Regions from separate parts of the Callithrix jacchus genome. Here region 1 is linked to region 2. Evidence: chromatin contacts called from public Hi-C data. All regions are on one chromosome and are shown on one strand. The core of a region is the stretch at or near the end of the contact, and the rest is flanking DNA. Distances in the headings are between cores, read along the strand shown.

Region 1 (3,936 bases), core at 918-3,417, 380 kb before region 2:
TCCTTCTTGAATAAATCCAATCCTCACCCATGTTTCTGTTATTTTCTTGCTTTCTGAAGGTCATCAACTCTGTGTGACATCATCACTTTTCTCTCATGTACACCCAACTGTCTACAGTGCCATGGTGAATTTCAGTATGTAGGGCACATTCTCTGAGATCTTGATTCCAGGGGTATATTTAATCATAAGAAGTTGGCAAAGCTGGTCTTCACACACTGTCATACCATCACAGTAAAGTGCTCTAGAGGGAAAGCTAAAACCACCCACCACATAGGAATACACAGAAATATTCCTTTCCCTTGACAATCGTGGTAGCAAAGCAATAACTGGTAAAACAGAAATAAATGTTGCAATGAGCCTAGGAGTGCATTTCAACTACCTAATGGCAGCACACTGCATAGGCAAATTAAGATCCCCAAACTGGGCTCATTTTGGGAATACGCATATTGTCTTTGTGTTACAGTCGGGCAAGCAAGCCAGGGTAAATCCTAGCTTGGGCAGGGATGCTATGGCATGGTAAGACATCCAATAAAGGCACACGTAGCAGCACACAGGGTTTCAGGATGTTTCTCTCTTAATAAACGAATTTCTAAGAATGAAACAAACAGTCCCTTGCTTAGCACACCTCTCCATCTGAAAGACAGCGATTTAATAATGTAACAATTTAATTATCAGGATATAGATGCTTTGAATGGCTAAGTAGGTCATTGTGTTCACAGGGCAGATGTCAGAACTGCTTGCCAGATGACAAAAGATATAACCCCAGGCTGTTTTTATTCCATTTATACAAGACCTAACTCACACATTAGAGCCTCTGCTGTTTACAGCTTTACTCTAAGGGTCTATTAAGAGGCTCCAAGAAATTCCCTTGTTCTATTTACACCTTTAGACTTAAAATAACCTGCGCATATGGTAATATGACCCTGACAGACACAGTCCTGCACCCATCCAGGCAGAATGGCTGTAAAACTGTCTGTGTTTTAGTGGTATTTTGTGCCTGCTACATTTCAGCACTTGTGACTTAATAATGTGAACATACATGTATCAAGATCCTGCAGCCCTTCTGCTTATTGCACTCGAGAAGGAGCTGTCACTAACGTACAGGCGTTATGGGATTATGCGCCTGTGCTATCTGAACAGATTTCCCCACAGCCCATCCGATCATCCTCAAATCCCATTGACCAAATACTCTCCTTCCCCTAATATTGGCTGTGCTCTCCCCAACGTCTCCCGTATTCCACCCCACCTTATCTCTCACTGTGGTCTCTAAGACGTCTCATCACCTCTGTTGACGTCCCTCTGATGTCCCCAAACTCTGTAGCCGATTCCAGGCCCCCGCCACCTCTCCAGGTCCTCCATCAATCCTGCAGACCCTCTCCAGAGGGTCATCACCTCTGTAACCCTTCCATGGGTCCCGATTACCTCTGCAGACCTTTCCCACGTCTTATCACCACTACAGCCTTACCACTCTCCCTCTGTTGCTCCAACAGCCCCTTCCTTACTCAAGGCGACCTCCCCACGCCCTCATAACCCACATTACTCAAGTAGATCCTCCTCACACTCGCTGATTCCTGCAAATCTTCACCAAGGCGCTCCCCAATACATGCAGACCCGCGCCCAGGCCACCGCCGCCCCGCAGACGCCCCTCGGCCGCCAGCTTCCGGACGGCGGCGGCCCCGCTTCCCGCCCGGCCCGCGGACTCACAGGGCATTCGCGTGAGCACGTTGCGCGGCGCCTTCCTGCTCCTACCCGGACCCCTCCGGCCCGCTCCGGCGGCCCCGTCCCCTTCCTCTTTGGTCACCATGAGACGGCGGAGGCGCTGGATGCGCTCGGGGTCCGGGGCGGGCGCGTCCGGACGGCGGCGAGTCCTGCCCGAGGGCCCGGGAGCGGCGGGAACCCCCGAGCCCGCGGCCGCGCCCCGAGCCCGCCCGCGCCCGCGCCCGCCGCCCCGGACCCCGGTCCTGAGGAAGCTCTCGTATTCGGCCACGTTGTTGAAGCAGGGGGCGTTGGGGTAGGGTATGGGAGGCAGGCGGGGAGCGTACAGAGCCAGCAGCGGGTCGAAGCTGTCAGAGCTGACATCCAGCCGCGGACTGGGCGGGCGCACGGGGCTCCCAGCGCGAGCCGACCTCGCCCCCCGCTCCCGCTCCTCCATGTTTGAAAGGCCCGCAAGCCGAGGCCGATGGGAAGAAGGAGCGGAGCCGCCAGAGGGCGGCACTGCGCAGCCGCGGCGCGCGGTCGCACTGCGCCGACGCGGCCGCAGGAGGGCAGCACCTGTCCACGTTCCTCCCGGGCCAAGGGGGCGTGGTGCGCGGATCCGACCAGCCCGCGTCTCCACCGCCTCCGCCCACAGGTGACAGGTTAACGCTGTCGACCTGCTCCAACGGCAGCCTCTCGTCTGTGTCATTATCATTCGGGGTGTTTGTTAATACTCCGGATTCCCCAAGGGGTGAGCTCAGTCCTAGCTTGAGCTGGCAGGAAAGGCCTGCAGAAAGGCAATGAATGTCTCAATTTGCTTCCATGCTGAGTACGACTGATGGTGGGCGGGAAGGAATAGCCCACCTGGGCTCATATTTAGCGTCTTTCTCATCTGAAATACGATATAAATAGTACCTACCTTATAGAACTGACCTCAAGATGGAGAGATACTGCCTACATAGCACATAATAAATGCCTATCAACCAATACTGGGTAAGTGTCAGCCCTCCATTTCCTATATACCCTATGCATAAACAAATTTCCGCTAAGGCTGGAGCGACCTTAGTATCAACGAAAATGCATTATATCACTGACTTTCTAGGCATTGCTAAGCAATTGGAAGAAACAAGGATCCAGCTCTTGGAGGAAGCCATGGAAAATTCACAAGACCTGAGCATACCACTAGTTCCACGGTAGCCTTAATTCGGCAAAATATTTTTTGGTTGATTTTAAAATGATAGTTGCTTTGTGTATATTTTAGTTTCCTTAAAACTCAAAGAGGAAGTCCAAGAGAATACTGGAGAGTACCTTAGAGAGCAAGATGAAATTAATATACAACTGTGAAATATACCTTGGGATGAATGCATACTACAGCAAAGATAAAACCATCAAGCAGTGGCTTCTAATTAGTAGCAGTACAGGTTTCTTTATGGCACAGGTATTAAACCCAGCTTATCACTTTGTTCAAAACCCCCTGCCTGAATAAACAACTCAAAGCTTCAGAACTGGGGCAATTCAAATGAGTGCTTATCCCATTATGTGACAAAACTGAATGATAGCCTTTATAGTGTCACTTAAGACCTACAGAAAGCAGATTTCCCTTGTTGGTTTTCTTGAAAATTTGTGCTCTAATACCTAGTTGTCTGTATTTTGATATAAAATGCTGTCAACTTACCATTAAATTAAAATTGCTAATCAAGAGCTACACTGTCTTACTTCCCACCCAGCCTATCACAGTATACCGAGGGCCCTGCTGCCCAAGGTGCTATATATTGACAACCATACACATCAGAAGCCTTTGGGGTTAAAAATCAGATTGCTGGCCGGGTGTGGTGGCTCACGCATGTAATCTCAGCACTTTGGGAAGCTGAGGTGGGCGTATCCCAAGGTCAGGAGTTCGAGACCAGCCTGGCCAATATGGTGAAACCCCGTCTCTACTAAAACTACAAAAATTAGCCAGGTGTGGTGTTACACATAGTCCCAGCTACTCAGGAGGCTGAGGCAGAAGAATCACTTGAACCTGGGAGGCGGAGGTTGCAGTGAGCTGAGATCACACCACTGCACTCTGGCCTGGGCAACAGAGTGACACACCATCTCAAAAGAAAAAAAAAATCAGATTGCTGAGCTTCAAACCTTCCTGGGGGCTGGGGGGAACCAAAAATGTGCATTTTAAACAAGCATTCCAAGTAATGTTTTTTTTCCATCCAGAAGTTCGTGAACCACTACTGTGATGAGGGTATG
Region 2 (3,895 bases), core at 228-2,727:
ACATGCTTCTTGGGCAGCTGGAGGAGTCTGTTCTCAGAGTGATGGGCAAAAATCATCCTGGACCAAGCACAGGTGGGCGTATGGAGTGATGGTCTGAGAGGGGCAGTCAAGAAGGGTCTTTCACTTATTTACTTTCCATGCATTTGAATTGTGTACATTTGCTATGTATGGGAGTCTTTCCTTTAAGGGAAACAAAGTAATAAATGTTTACTGCAATAAATCTAAATAATTTAAAGCCTAAAAAAGCGAGAGACACTTCTCCCTTGCCCCTGTCACCATCACACCCCATAGAGGCAATCACTCATCTCAGCTTGGTGAGTGTTGCTTTTATTTATGACTAATAATTTTTTATGAGAAAATATGCTAGAACATCTGGAACAATATTTTTAGAATGTGAACAGAGGTCGGCTGGGTGTAGTGGCTCATGTCTGTAATCCTAGCACTTTGGGAGGCCGAGACAGGCAATCACTTGAGGTCAGGAGTTCAAGACCAGCCTGGCCAACATGGTGAAACCTTATCTCCACTAAAAATATAAAAATTAGTTGGGTGTGTTGGTATGTGCCTGTAATCCCAGCTACTTGGGAGGCTGAGGCAGGAGAATTGCTTGAACCCGGGAGGTGGAGGTTGCAGTGAGCTGAGATCACGCCACTGCACTCTAGCCTGGGCAACAGAGTGAGACTGTCTCAAAAAAAAAAAAAAAGTGAACAGAGGTCATCTTAGTGTGACAATGTGGTTTTTGTTTTCTTTCTGCTTCTCTGAGTTTTCTATCAATAAGTTTATTTCAATTGTGTAATAACAATTAGAGGAAAGACATTAAAAGGCAGAAGTAGCAGACAGGTCAGATGTGGCGATGGAACTATTGAAAAGAACAAAAACAATCAGCAAAGCCCAGCTGGGCGTCTCTCTGTACCTTAATACGCTAACTTCAAGGCTCTTTGGACTCCAAGGCACATCTGGTTTTCATCCCGACTCCTGCACTAGCTATAACGCTGGGAAAATCAGCTCCCTCTTGGGGTCTGAGTTTTCCTATCTACACAATTTGAGGTTCTACTACAACAGTGGTTTTCAAGAGGGGAAGCTTTTACCCTCCTGAGGAATATCAGGCAATATCTGGAGACAGAGACGTTTTTGGTTGTCACAATGAAGGGTGCTACTGGAAAATAATCCAAAATTGTTGTTCAACATTTTTGTTGCAAAGCACAGGGCAACCCCCTAAAAGAAAAGATTATGTGGTTCCAATTGTCAGTGGTGCTGAGGTTGAGAAACCGACCTTGGATGGTCTCGTTCCCCAATCTGACTGGCATTCAAATCTGTGAGTTTGGGTCTAGACTCTCCTCACCTCTGGTGAGGTCAGTAATGCTCCCAAATGACTGACAGGAGTGTTCCTGTGGTCCCCTCCAATGAAACAGGGAGAGAAGAAATAGAGACGAAGGCAGAGAACACAGTCAAGTCCAGCAGGCCTTGCAGCAAAAGGCAGACGGAATGGCTATGTTCTTCCCAGGGACTCAGGCCCTCCCTCCCTCAGACGTACCAATAGGGCCCTCTCCTGGTGTATGTTGGCATAACAATGGCCCAAAGTCAAGAAAACCACACAAAATTTGAACAAAAACTTAGTGATTGCTATTTCCCTAATGACCACTTTCTGATTTCCCAGGGAAGGAAATACTAGAGAAAACACTAGATAATAACAGAATTTCCTTTGAAAACCTGATACATGTGAAAATACTTAACAAATGCCAATCTGTTTCAGATTAGATCCAACAAATATTAAGAGGCCGCGATGACCAGACCATTTATGGACAGCAGATAAACGACGGACATAAGACTACCGCCACAGATTGCGGAAGGAGGCCTTTTCAGTAAGTGGTGCCGGGACAATCTGGGAATAAAAGATTTGATTTGTACCTCCCATTAAACATCAATTCTAGGTGAATAATGTGGACTTAAAGGTCTGTTTAGTCTTGAACGACTGACCTCTAAAACTTTCAGGAGATAGCATAGCTTCATGCGTTAGAGTAGGGAAGGTTTTCTAAATGATTCATAAGAGTACCAACCATAAGGGAAAGAAAACCACACTAAGCCTCAAGAACTTCCATTCACCAAAAGACGAGCCAGAGTAAGGTATGTGGAATACATGTATCCATAATATATAATGCCCACACCCATAAGGTAATTTAAAAAGGCAAGAATGTTCAACAGCACTTCACAAAAGATGGTGTCCAAATGGCTAGTAACGTGAAAAAGGAGAATCGGCATCATTAGGGAAATCAAAATCATAATGAAATATGACACACACCCTCAGAATGGCTATGATGAAAAAGAGGGACAAATTCAATTGTTCATGAGGCTGCAAAGAAATTATAACTTTCATATACCGCTGAATGGGAGTATAAGTTGGTACACACAATTTGTAAAACTGCTTGGCAGTATCTACTGAAGCCAACCTAATAGGTATTTCCCTAATAAAAAGAGTATATATACACCAGAACACATGTACAAAAATATTCATGCCATCCTTATTCATAATAGTACCAAACTATAAACAACCCAAATGTCTAACCACAGTAAAATGGATGATTCAATTAGTCTATTCATGCAATGAGAATACTAGAGTAATTGACTCAGTAATAAAAAATGAATCATCCACAACATGGATGAATCGCAAATATAATAAAATCAGAGGTCAGAAGGGAAAGGGAAAACATATCAGATAACTCTATATGAAGTTCAAGGACAAGCAACACTACCTCTGGAAACAGAACTCAGAACCATGGTTCCTTGTGAAACACTGAAGAGGCCATGGAAGAACCACCTATGATACTGTAAATGTTCTGCATCTCGCGAGACCTGGGTGTGGGCTACATGCCCACATGCCTTCATCAAGCTGTACACTTAGGATTTATGCATTTGGCTGTAATATGTTAATTAAACCACCAGAACACCTAAAAACCCCAAAACCAGAAAAATGCCACAGGTACATGGGTTTATGTACTAATGTTGCACACTGAATTTTGAGAAATATAAGCACCTAACAATGAGGGAAATATACCTTTGTCCAAGTGATCAACTGTTCAATTTATATCCCTCTACCTATCAATGATAATCTCTGTTAAAAAAAAAAATGGCAAACCACAGAGAAGGTATTATGGAACCTATAACCAGAAAGACCTCTGAAACTCTATTAGAACAGTGTGGCAATTCCTCAAGGACCTAGAACTAGAAATACCATTTGACCCAGCAATCCCATTACTGGGTATATATCCAAAGGATTATAAATCGTTCTATTATAAAGACACATGCACATGTATGTTTACTGTGGCACTGTTTACGATAGCAAAGACTTGGAACCAACCCAAATGCCCATCAATGATAGACTGGATATAGAAAATGTGGCACATATACACTGTGGAATACTATGCAGCCACAAAAAAGGAGAAGTTCGTGTCCTTTGCCGGGACATGGCTGAAGCTGGAAATAATCATTCTCAGCAAACTAACACAAGAACGGAAAACCAAACACTACATGTTCTCATAAGTGGGTGTTGGACAATGAGAATACATGGACACAGGGAGGGGAACTCACACACGAGCTTGCTGGGGGGTGAGAGGATTGGGGAAGGCTAACAGGAGGAAAACCTAATGTAGATGATGGGGGATGGATGCAGCAAACCACCATGGCACGTATGAACCTATGTAACAAACCTGCATGTTCTGCACATGGACCCCAAAACTTAAGTATAACTGAAAAAGTAAAATGGGCAAGAGATTGCTTACTTTCTCCTTTGCACTTTTTGGTATTTCCCAGTTTTCCTAAAACTATCATATACTTTAAAAAATTTATAGGCCAATGATAATACATGAATATGCCTTCCTTATAAGAAATTAAGACATTCCAG

What was found. A called contact is a pair of places that touch in the nucleus more often than the background predicts.
Region 1: a contact with region 2 is called in a Hi-C map of skeletal muscle, with 16 times the contacts expected there. The contact joins the promoter of LSM11 here to the enhancer-like site in region 2. A contact is called at or near these places in 3 of 3 Hi-C or Micro-C datasets (induced pluripotent stem cells and skeletal muscle).

Annotation. Positions count from the first base shown.
Region 1 is chr2:20,514,535-20,518,470 of calJac240_pri, reverse strand. LSM11 (LSM11, U7 small nuclear RNA associated) reads right to left here and starts at 2,167. Exons shown (of 4, transcript XM_035283508.3): 1 at 1,705-2,167. The coding sequence starts at 2,152.
Region 2 is chr2:20,134,988-20,138,882 of calJac240_pri, reverse strand. The region is part of intron 23 of CYFIP2 (cytoplasmic FMR1 interacting protein 2); the gene reads right to left. LOC118150063 (a long non-coding RNA gene) reads left to right here. Exons shown (of 4, transcript XR_004737823.3): 4 at 1,751-1,859. Among named protein-coding and RNA genes, the nearest start is that of FNDC9, 22 kb to the right of the region's middle. Within about 2 kb of position 1,477, at least 2 of the 16 cell types and tissues checked have an H3K27ac peak or open chromatin away from gene starts, as enhancers often do.